Linked DNA regions of Sus scrofa: region 2 is linked to region 1. The links are chromatin contacts, called in public promoter capture Hi-C maps. All regions are on one chromosome and are shown on one strand. Each heading gives the region's core, a stretch centred on a gene start, on an enhancer-like site or on the middle of the called end of the contact. The rest is flanking DNA. Distances are from core to core; before and after follow the strand shown. Region 1 holds the start of PARP1 (poly [ADP-ribose] polymerase 1). Region 2 has its middle 8.6 kb from the start of PSEN2.

Region 1 (6,019 bases), core at 1,516-4,015:
AAAATTTTTATTGCAGTACAGTTAATTTACAAGGCTATGGTTACTTGGGCTGCTGCTAGATTTGATTTGGTTCAGGAAATGATGACTCAGGAGACAGAGCCAACCCTCCCTTCATGCCTCACTGGCATCCTTGCCTCGGTACACTGGCTGGACCGAGGCTTTCTGTCTGTCCTTCCCAATAGAACAGGGGCTTCTCTGGCTGTCGGTGAAGCCTTAGGGATGTCCCATTCTCAGACTAACATTTCAAAATGCACGATAAAATACACAGGCTCACAGAGGAAATCGATTATATTGAAATAATTATCAAAACATTAAAAAAAAGTTTACTGGGATATAATAATCCATGAGCTTCAAACATCAAATAACAAAATACAGTTAAGTACCCACTTTAATAACGACTGCAATTTTCTAATGATGAGTGTAGGTGGTAAATTTTTGAGAAACCCCCAACAGCTGTACGAAAATAACTAGCCTTGATGACAAAAACCCCAGGTACTGCTAATTTGCCTTTGCTCTGCTGTTTCCATTCCTAACTGGAGGAAGCAGTGGATTATAATGAAAGGCTACAGGGATGCCAGGGATGCACATGTTTTTTTCTCATCTAAACTCATGGACTTACTTCCTAAATTCTACCTGCCATCCCAAAGACTCTAGGTAAAGAACCCCTGCACTATTGGGAGCTTCTTAAGATCAGTGGCCCGAACATTAGGGTAAAATGAAAAGACGCCCCATAGGAGATAAGGGCTCTTCAGATGATAGGTCTTGTCTCCTCTTCCATCCTCAACTTCCTGTTACTTCTGTGGCAAAGCTCCCACCCTGGGCATATGACGCCTAGTGCAGAGCTCCATCAGGTGGCACCTACCCCTGTACAGCAACATTTACCAGTCATCAGCCCTGTAACCCAACTGGAAGCTCCCAGGAGTGGAGTCTCTCCTTCTGCCCCTAGTACCTAACACAACGCCTGGAACCTACCAGGTGCTCAGCAAGTATTTACTAAATGAAGAAGTATTGTGTGCCAGGTATTTAGCTAGGTGGCCCTGAGGACACCAGGGTGACAACCCCAGTCCCTGCCCAGTTATGAAATGAGATCGCCTAAGCACACTTGGTACCCACTCCCCTCCACCCCAAAGCCAGCAGTGCTCTCTGGTCATTTCTAAAACATGAACTGGGGAGTTCCCACTGTGGCTCAGCAAAAAGGAATCTGACTGGTAACCATGAGGACACAGGTTTGATTCTTGGCTTTGATCAGTGGGTTAAGGATCTGGCGTTGCCGTGAGCTGTGGCGTAGGTCGCAGACCAGCTTGGATTTGGTGTTGCTGTGGCTGTGGTGTAGGCCGGTGGCTACAGCTCTGATTCCACCCCTAGCCTGGGAATCTTCACATGCCGCAGGTGGAGCCTTAAAAAGAACAAAACACAAACAAACAAAACATGAAAATTGGGAGTTCTGTCATGGCTCAGGGGTAAAGAACCTGACTAGTATCCATGAGGACACAGGTTCGATCCCTGGCCTCACTCACTGGGTTAAGGATCTGGCGTTGCTGTGAGCTGTGGTGTAGGCCGGCAGCTGCAGCTCTGCTTCCACCCCTAGCCTGGGAACTTCCATATGTCAAGGGTGTGGCCCTAAAAATACAGGGGGGAAAAAAAAAAACACAACAACACAAACTGCCTCACGGAGGGGAGAGAAAATCAAGCTACTGGGACCTTGAGGTCCAGATAAACACCTCATTCCAACAGCCTCTGGCCATCTCTGTAGGCCTCGGGGACCACCAGAGGGATTTCCCTAATCAGCCAATAAATCCAGATAAGGAACCCCCGGAGCCATTCTTACTCAAATCGGATTAGCTGCAAATGCAGCAAGTCTGCGAAGTTGGAAAGTTTGGGGAAAAGGTTATTTTAAACCACAAATTAAGCTCAAAGAGGGAGCACCGTACTGAAACGACACCGACTTGCATAGCTTTGCATAATTTTAAAAAATGAGAGTGAGCGAATGTAGAAGATTGCCAAAAATAGCTTAAAAAAAAAAAAAAAACCCTCACTTGCCAGTCGCCACCACGAATATAAGACAAAAATCTTCCAGCGCAATGTAGGTCAAAACCAAACTAACTTCCAAAGACCACACGTACATTTTCTTTCCAAGGCGAATAGCAATAACAGAAACAAGAACAGCACCACCCCGGAGTAAGGATAAAAGCAGCTCCTTATTTTTTACAAAATAAAAGGCACCACCAGCTCCACACCGTATTTCCCGGGCTTTTTCAGCAACATCAGCAAAACCTTCCGGAAGAGTCCACCCGGCGGGCCACACGCCGGGAGGAGCGGCAGCAGCAGCGCCCGCAGGCCCAGCGCGGGCTCCGAGCGGCCGGCCTGGCCCGCGGCTCTGGGCCAGCCCTCCCCCAACCCTCCCCGGACGCTTGGAAACCCCCGCCGCGCACAAAGCGGCCTCTCATCCCGCACCTGCACCATGATGGCCATCCGGAGCGAGTCCTTGGGGATGCTCTCGCTGCATTTCTTGCAGGAGGCGCGCCCACTCTTAGCATACTCGACCCGATAGAGCTTGTCCGATGACTCCGCCATCCTCCTCCCTGTGCCGATGCAGCTCCCGAAGCCTGACGCTGCGACCTGCAGACACGCAACCGCAACCGCCGCCGCCGCCGCCGCCGCCTTGCTTGCCTGTCTCCTCCCAGCAGGGCCCCCAGTGCCCAGAGCCGCCGCCGCTGCCGCCAAGCACGCCGCGCCGACCACCCGCCGCTCCCGATAGATTGCTGATGCCTGGCGGGGGGGGCACGCCCCGCTAGCCGCGTTCACGGGGCGGGGCCGCCGGCGCGCACGCCCCCTGCGGGCTGGGGGCGGCATTTCCCTAGTGCTTGCTGCTGCCGCGTGAGCGAGGCGGAGCTGCTGGGGGTCCATGCTGGCTGGAGCTCCGCCTGTAGCTCTTTGGCTGGGCCGGCCGCAGTGCTCTTAATCATTTGTCCCCAGGAACACTTACGTGCTCTTATAACTAAACCCACCCCTGTCCCCTTTTAATACGTGTGCCCTCTCTCCCTGGAGGCGAACAGGTCTGGGAGGTGCTGGGCTGGTTCCAGAATGTGGTTGACCTGCCAAAGGTAGGTCAACCTGGGCAGGTTCTAACTGCAATCTGCAGGCCGTGGGTACTGAAAACTAACTGAAATCTAGCATTTTTCACTATGAATTTTAATGCATGAGTACAGATTCTGGGAATCCTGTGACTTTCTCAGCAACAATCATCAGAGACTTTTTTTTTTTTTTTTTGTCTTTTTGCGATTTCTTGGGTCGCTCTCGATACATATGGAGGTTCCCAGGCTAGGGGTCCGGCAGAGCCACAGCAACGCGGGATCCAAGCCACGCCTGCGACCTACACCACAGCTCACTGCAATGCCGGATCCTTAACCCACTGAGGGAGGCCAGGGATTGAACCCACAACCTCTTGGTTCCTGGTCGAATTCGTTCACCACTGCGCCACAACGGTAACTCCCCAAAGACATTTTCATATCACTTTATAATTGTTGGAGAGCACTCAACATCAAGTTCATCATCACTTAAGTTGCCGTAGTTAAGAGACCTGCTTACCTATTTCTACAGTCTGTTAAGAAGTTGCTGCAGCTGCATCATAGGTGGCAGCTGCGACTGGGATTCCATCCCGGGCCAGAACTTCCATAAAAAACAAAACTTGTTGCTGCTAGATCTTGTTACTTAATGGAGAATTATATTTTAATATAACTAGTTTCTTTTAAAGTTCTATGCATTTTATTTTATTCATTTAAAACATCATTATAATGGAGTGTGTTGTATTTGAGAATATTCAGTTCTGCTATAGAGACAAGAAAAAGAAACAGGATGAAACAAACTTGTTAAATAGAGAAGAAAGCTAGTAGCTTATGAGACATGGATATTGATTAAGCAAGTAGGTTGTGAGACATAGGTAAGAACCTGTTTTGTTTTGTTTTGGGGTGTTTTTTTGCCCATGGGAATTGGAATGTGGAATTTCTAGGGCCAGGGATCAAACTGCACCACAGCGGTAACCAGAGCCACTGCAGTGATAATGCCGCATCCTTAACCTACTATGCCACAGGGGAACTCCAGCAAGAATCTTAAGTAGTGAGCTGTTAGATATGTTGATGGCGAATAGAGTAAGTGAAGTATATGATAGAACAAATCAAAGAATTTTAGTAACCAAATCAAAGGCTATGATCATTCAACCTCTGCGTTGACAATTATGTCATCCCTAAAGGCCACTCATGGGTGATGACACTGTGGTTCCATGGCTTACATATCCTCTGCCCAAGAACTGCAGGTAAAACCAGTGTCTGGAGTTCCTGTCATGGCTCAGCAGAAACGAATCTGACTAGTATACATGAGGACGCAGGTTCGAACCCTGGCCTTGCCAAGTGGGTTAAGGATCTGGCGTTGCCCTGCCATAGTGTAGGCTGCAGATGAGGCTGGAATCTGGTGTTGCTGTGGCTGTGGCTACAGCTCCAATCCACCCTAGCCTGGGACCTTCTATATGCTGTGAGTGCAGCCCTAAAAAGACAAAAACAAAAAACAAAAAAACAAAACAAAACAAACAACCCATCAATTTCTGTTCAGCAGGCTGATTGGGGAGCTACATCTGTGACCAGGTGTACTTGCTCCTATGTCTGTCTTTTTTTGGGGGGGGCACACCTGTGGTATATGGAAATTCCCGGGCTAGGGGTCGAATCAGAGCTACAGCTGCCAGCCTACACCACAGCCACAGCCACACCAGATCCAAGCCAACACTGGATCCTTAACCCACTGAGGGAGGCCAGGATGGAACCCACATTCTCATGGATACTAGTCGGATTGGTTACTGCTGAACCGCTATGGGAACCCCAGGGCAGAGATTTTTTAATCTGTTGTACTCCTTGATAATATCCTCAGTGCCTGAACAGTGCCAAGCACTCAGTAGATTTGCTGAGAATTTCTGCTGTGGCAGAGTAGGACCCGACTGCAGTGGCTCGTGTTGCTGCGGAGATGTGGGTTCAACCCTTGGTCCATTGCAGTGGGTTAAGTATCTGGCATTGCCGCAGCTGTGGCATGGGCTGCAGCTGTGGTTAGAATTCGATCTCTGGCCTAGGAACTTCCATGTGTTGCAGGTGCAGCCAAAAAACAAATGTATTCAATGAATGAATCCACTTTGGCACTTTCTCTGCACAGCCCACCTGTTTAATAATAATGTTCTTTCACGCTTAGATTTGTATGTTTTACAAAGCACTTTCCCAAACATTATTTTGTTTGCCCCTCATTATAATACCATAAAATAGCAGTAGGGCTTAAAAAAAAAAAAGACAAATAAACTATTATATTTACTTAGACACATTCACTGTCACAACACTATTGCAATTCCCCCATTACAGAATAGTATTCAGTAACAGAACAACAATTTTTTCATATAAGCTGCATGACAGACAAATGAAAAAGCGACCATGACCTATATAATTAATTTGTACTGTGTACCGACAAGAACCTGCTTTGAATTCCTGGGCTGATTTGTAACCTGTACACAATACCTGATGAGGTCAGTAGCTGTTGAAAATACCACCAGGACACTCTAAAAAGTTGTTGGAGGATTCTTGTTAACAATACCTCCTCCCAAAGAGGCAGTTTAAAAACAAATCTTACACACCTTTACATTTCAAATTTTTTTTTTAATTTAAAATGAATTACTTGTGTCCAGGAAGGTTAAATCCTTCGTAGACAAGAAAGAAAAAAATACTCTTGTCCTTGTACCACTTCATTCATCAGCATCATCTTCAACTTTGTTGTTTTAACGTCCCCTTCCTTATCTTTCTTGCCTTCTTTGTCTTTCTCCTCTCCCTTTTTTTCTTGTTTGGATCAGCCTTGACAGCATCCTTTTTTTTTTTTTCCCCTGCCACATGAGTGTTCCTTGGCTCAGGATACAGCAGGATCCTTTTGGTACTTTTCCTTCCTCTGCACTGCCTTCTTTTCAGGCTACTGTCCATCTGCAGGACTGTCATTCACC
Region 2 (6,019 bases), core at 2,084-4,583, 300 kb after region 1:
CGGGCCCTGCTCTCTGCGCGGCCCTCGCCGCGGCCGGTCGCGGCCCCTTGGGTGGTTCCGGGGCTGTGGCCCCAGCGGCCGGGGCGGGGAGGGCGCCAGGACAGCGGCGACGGGGCCGGACCGGAACTGGGGAGTGGAAGGAGCGCGGGGAGCGGCCCCAGGCCTTGGGCCTTCTGCCGGGCCGGGTCCTCCCCGCCGCCGGGGTGGGCGCGATGCGCGCAGTTAAAGGGCTGGAGCGTTTAAAGGAGCAGTGCACGTGGGTCCCGAAGGCGTGCGGACCGCGGCATTGCGTTCCTCCCTCCTGGCTGGCATCTAATGGGCCCTCAGTCCTGCTGGCCTGCAGCACCCGGCCAGGGCCACTGCTTTGCGGGACCGAGAGGGGAGGCGGGGGAGTCTTCCCGCATATGCCAGGAGCAGGATCTCAGGTCCGGCCTGGAGCCCTCGATTTCGTTATCAGCGGTGTTTGGCTGTTTTATCAGGCATTTACCGCTGTGAGGAGACTCCCAGAGTCAAGCTCTTGAAGCTGAAGGAACGCAGAACAGAAGCTAGTTCCCATCCCAGATTTTATCAATGAAGAAACTCAGCCCGCAGAGTTAAAGTGACTTTGTTCAAGGTCACCCAGGTAGGATATATATGAGAGCCAGGCTTAGAACCCTTTGGCCTGGCCTCTAGTTTTGTTGTCCAGACCTTTGGCTCTTGGATGAAATGCCCCCTGTCTGTGACTTCACGAGTGTTCCCTTTTCACAGTGTGAACTCTAGATTGGTGCAGTAGCTGCAGCCTTATTTACAGACAGGGAACCTGACAGGCAAACCTTCCAGAACAGTTGCAGAGCCAGCTTGACTCAAAATTGACAGCTCGGGTTGCCAGCCTGTTCAAAGAGTACCTGGATCAGTATAGACCCCTGGCTTCTGGTGTGGATCCCCCTACTGTCTATATACACAGCCCATTCTGTAGATACCTGAGTCTCCAAGGATTTCAGCCAAGACCTTTGGCGGTAATTAAAGGCTTTGTATAAGCTGCTTCAGGTGTGTGAGTTTCAGGTTCCCCTTGGTGTGAGTTTGGCCCTGTGGGGGCGGGAAAACATGTCAGCAGCTGCAGCCTCAGCCCCCATCAGGTGGGCAGGGAGTCCAGGTTCCTGCCTTGACTACTGGAGGGAGAATTCAGGGCAGGGGCTGGAAGGAGGGGGCTCGGAGGAGTGTTGCTGTGGAGCGGGATGGATGTTGTTTCAGGTTTTCAGGGAACATTCTGGATGGTTTGGTGTTGAAGTATCCATGCACCAGGTCTAGCATCTGATGTGTGCATGTCGGGAGGCGAGAGCCCTGAGCCTGTTTGAGGAAGAGGACAGGCCTGCTGCTCAAGGCCTGTCACCCCTCCCCCCAGGTCCTCTCTGGCTACTCACTGTCCCACTGCACACCCAGGGTTTGCCCGCCACCTTGGTCTCTCTCCAAATTATTGGTGACAATAATAGCAATAGCATAACTTTTTTTTTTTTTTTTTTTTGTCTTTTTGCCTTTTCTAGGGCCACTCCCCTGGCATGTGGAGGTTCCCAGGCTAGGGGTCTAATCGGAGCTGTAGCCACCAGCCTATGCCAGAGCCACAGCAACATGGGATCCAAGCCGCGTCTTCGACCCACACTGCAGCTCACGGCAACACTGGATCCTTAACCCACTGAGCAAGGCCAGGGATTGAACCCGAAACCTCATGGTTCCTAGTCGGATTTGTTAACCACTGCGCCACAACAGGAACTCCAATAGCATAACTTATTTTAATCAGTTGGTCATATACAATAAAAAGCCATTTTGTACAGGAATTGTCACAGTGGTCTTGAGAGCTCTGATCACACTGAAACAGTTTTCATGTTTACCCTTTACCAGAAGGGGAAACTGAGGCTCAGGGCCATGAGCAGGTTGTCCTGTTGTGTGGCTTCCATGAGCACCAGGATTTGAACCCAGCTAGCTTTATCTTCTTCATCTTTTGAGTTTTGGCACTGGAGGCTTCCCGCATTCACGCCCTACCCATGGCCCTGTACCTCTGCCCCAGGCATTTCTGTGCAGTCTCCATGAGCAACTACTTGACAAAGAGAAAAAAAAAATTTTAAGGAAACCAAAGCAGTGTGTGTGTGTGGCGGGGGGGGGGGGGGGGGCGGGTCACATCATGTTTCTATTGAAGACGTGTTTGGCTGTTTTTCAGCTGTTGATTTGACTTTTAGATTCTGTCTCGTTGGGGACTGGCAAGACAGCAAATGTTTCTGCAAGTATTTCCACCTGTTCCTGGACTCCGGCAGCTGGGGCTGGAGCTGTGGGGACAGAGTGCCAGGGCTCAGGGGCTGGCACACCCTCCCGGCTGCCTCTGGACAGGGCCTGGGAGGTTCCCCTCACCTTGAGCTGACCGGACCTGATAGGGGCTTCGAGCCTTGTGTAATCAGTGTTGGCTTCTAGGCCTGGAGTGGGTGAGGTTGCAGTGTTACAGTCTGGGGAAAAGTCATTTCAGCTCTGTCCTCAGGGAAGACCAGATGTCAGGGAGGGAGATCATTTCCGTCTAGTCCCTTCATTTCCTGGGAGAACGGGTGACACATTTGTCTTTGTTAAAATGTCTTCTGGGAGTTCCTGTCGTGGCACAGTGGTTAACGAATCCGACGAGGAACCATGAGGTTGTGGGTTCGATCCCTGCCTTGCTCAGTGGGTCGAGGATCCGGCGTTGCCGTGAGCTGTGGTGTAGGTTGCAGATGCGGCTCGGATCCCGAGTTGCTGTGGCTCTGGCGTAGGCTGGTGGCTACAGCTCTGATGAGACCCCTAGCCTGGGAACCTCCATATGCCATGGGAGCGGCCCTAGAAAAGGCAAAAAGACAAAAATAAATAAATAAAATGTCTTCTGCAGCAACGGAAGAAAAATTAAAAGGGTTCTCACCTTCTGCCATACCTTAATCAGAAACCTCCCGACTTTTTAAAAAATAAAAGCAATACGTGCTTGTTCTAGAAAATTCGGAAAATATTTTTTCTTCAGGGCATCCATTAGCCGCCGCCTCCAGCTCAGAGCGGCATTCTTATTGACATACATTTCCTTACATTTGCCTATTAAAATATTAGAAGCAGAAAACTGAAGCTGGAGATTGGCATCCTATTTTTTTCTGATAATGGTATGCCTTCAGAATTTTCCCTTCATTGAGTTTTCTCGGAAAACTGCATTTGATGGAAAGCATCTGAACATTTATCTCACCAGCCCCACAGAGAGGCACTGTCCCACTGTCCCTTCTGAATCGACCCTGAGAAGCAGTGCCCTGTTTCCTGCCCCCATGCCCACATGTTGGCGCTTCCTCCCGGGAGGCATGTGCCGGGCACAGCTGCTGCCCCCTCCTGTGCAACTCTAGCAGCAGAGGGAGAGCGGGGAGGCCCCTGGGCTGGAGCTGTGGGTGGGGGCGGAGGGAGACTTCTGCCTTTTAAAGGTGGCAGGTGATCCCAGGAGTGAGTAGGAGGCGTTTCCTGAGTCTTGTCTGTGTCTTGTGGGCTGCCTGCCTGACCGTGGCCCTGGCCCACAGAATATGTGACCCTCACGGGGTTACAGGTACTTCAAGGGGCTTGTCCTTGGCACTTTGGAGATCTGAGCTTTGACTCTGGCTCCTGGTCTGCGGGGCCTTAGAGAATTCCTCTTGCCCCTCTCGGCTTTGGTTTCCGTAACTGTGAAAAGCGGTGCTGATCAGATGGCCTTTAAGGTCCTTGCCAGCTCTGACATCCGTCTATGAAGTGCCCTTTTGTTTGACAAAATGTTTGTCTTACCAGCACGCCCTGGTCTAGGGCGAGGTGAAAACCCCCAGAGGTCTCCCCAGGGCCTGGGTGACGCGTGACCTTGGTGCTCAACTCATATGTCTGGTGGTTTAAGCGGCTTCGTGACTTTCCAAGAGGAGCATCAATAGCCTTCTTTTATCCCCTCACTCTGTCCCTGCCTTTATGTCATCTCTATTATAACTGCCATTTCTTGGACATCTCTTATGTGTCAGACCCTTTACACATGACTCAAGTTTTTACAGTAATCTTGTGACATGGGCCTATCCCACTTTTTGCAGAAGAGCAAATTAACCACGTGAATTTAAATGCTCCAAGGCCAGGCAGATGAAAAGAATGGTTCAAATGACATGGCTCGCTGATTCCAACTCTGTCTCTAAGGCTCAGCTTTTTCCCACTGGCTTGCTGTTTCTCATTAAAAAAAAAATTTTGGAGTTTTCACTGTGGCTCAGCAGATTACAAACCCAGCTGGTATCCGAGAGGTCCCACTCGGTGGGTTAAGGATCTGGTGTTGCCGTGAGGTGTGGTGTAGGTCACAGATGCAGCTTGGATCTGCTGTGGCTGCGGCCTTGGCTGGCGGCTGCAGCTCTGATTCAACCCCTACCCTTGGAACTTCCATGTGCCTCGGGTGTGGTCCTAAAAAGCCAAAAAAAAATTTCTGGGCCCAAAAGTGGCATGTTAGGGATGCAGTCAGCTGGCTACCTTCCCAGCTTCCCTCCCCCGCTTCCAAAGCGCCCCTTTTCCAGGCTCCTTCAGGAAATGGGGGCTACCTCCCTGTGTCCTGGACACCTCTGAGTAGGACAGGGCAGACAGAGGTCAATCTAGAGCCTGGGTCAAGGTTCAGGAGGCCCCCTCAGGCCCCCTGGGGGCTGTGAGTGGTTCTTCAGGGCCACCCCGTAGGAAGCAGACCCAGGCCCCAGGTCCAGCTGAGGCCGCCTCCCTGCGCTGGGGAGAACCATTGGCAAGGGACGCGGGCCGAGGTGGATGGACAGATTTACGAAGGTCAGCCAGGGCCCATCCACTGTCAGGAGCTCAGGGCCAGGGCAGGCAGGCGGGCGAGCTGTGGGAGTTTCCTCACTGCAGCCATCCCTGCCCTGGTGTAGGGGAAGGCTGGGGTCCCCCAGGGTCCTGGGAGCTCTGTGAGGTTACCTTGTGACCGTAAGAAGTGGCCTGTTTAAAACCAATGCCACTCTCTTCAAGGGCGCCCTGGAAAATAAAATGAATGAGTATAACAGGGCAGAAACACAGGTGGAACAAACTAGTTCTTAGCGGGGGTAAGAGAGCAGGAGGGGTTTAAGAGGTACCAGCTGCTCTGTATGAAATACATGATACAAGGATGTCATGTACAGCACAGAGAACAGAGCCAGTAATTTATAGTGACCATATATGGAACATCATCTATAAAAATATCCTCACTGTCGTATGCCTGAAACAACTATGCTGTTGTAGGTCAACTATACTTTAATAATGAAGGTGAGGAGACACCCACCTGGGTTAGAGCTCTGCCACAAAGAAACCAAGGACCCAGATCCAGGCCTTTCTCTGCCCCCCCCCCCACCTGTTTGTGGTAAATGCAGTGACTCCCACTTTCCTTTTGGAGCCGCGATTTCCATCTTTTTCCGTGAGGCACTAGTGTTTACTACGGCATTTAAATATTGATTTTCGGAGTTCCTCTTGTGGCGCAGCAGAAATGAACCTGACTAGTATCCATGAGGACGTGGGTTCAATCCCTGGCCTCGCTCAGTGGGTCAAGGATCTGGTGTTGCTGTGAGCTTGTGGTGTAGGTCACAGACACGGCTTGGATCCTGAGCTGCTGTGGCTGTGGCATAGGCTGGAGGCTACAGCTCCGAATGGACCCCTAGCCTGGGAACCTCCATAAGGCGTGGGTATGGCCCTAAAAACAAACCAAAAAATAAGTATAAAAATCCATTTCCTACTTGGGAATCTATTTCCTACTTATGTCCATTGGCCTTAAATTTTGAGGTCGAAACTTTTGCATTTTCCTAAAATGAAAATAAGGTCAAGGAAATTGGGTCCCCAGGGTTTTCATAATAACAGCAGGAACTGCTGACACCAGCAAGCTTGGGGACATTCTCGGGGTCAGAGTCCCTCCGTTTGGCTCATTCAGCATTTGGATCCCCTTCAGCTGATTGATGGGAGCGAGCAGTGGCTCCTTGGGATTGTTGATTTCACCTCCTCGTCCAGGGAGCTGTTGGCCACAGTGCTGCCTTCTGGGAAG

The links. Promoter capture Hi-C pulls out the DNA fragments that hold promoters and counts their contacts.
Region 2: a promoter capture Hi-C map of fetal skeletal muscle shows a contact between it and region 1, with 6 times the contacts expected there. The contact joins the enhancer-like site here to the promoter of PARP1 in region 1. A contact is called at or near these places in 1 of 5 promoter capture datasets (fetal skeletal muscle), 4 of 47 Hi-C or Micro-C datasets (alveolar macrophages, brain, liver and 1 more) and 1 of 2 datasets of contacts at active chromatin or transcription factors (skeletal muscle).

The regions. Positions count from the first base shown.
Region 1 is chr10:14,238,399-14,244,417 of Sscrofa11.1, forward strand. It overlaps PARP1 (poly [ADP-ribose] polymerase 1), which reads right to left and starts at 2,766. Exons shown (of 24, transcript XM_003357641.4): 1 at 2,455-2,766. The coding sequence starts at 2,574.
Region 2 is chr10:14,533,073-14,539,091 of Sscrofa11.1, forward strand. It overlaps a transcript of PSEN2 not described here. Among named protein-coding and RNA genes, the nearest start is that of PSEN2, 8.6 kb to the right of the region's middle. Within about 2 kb of position 3,334, at least 16 of the 83 cell types and tissues checked have an H3K27ac peak or open chromatin away from gene starts, as enhancers often do. A contact at or near this core is called in fetal skeletal muscle and retroperitoneal adipose tissue, where this site is marked.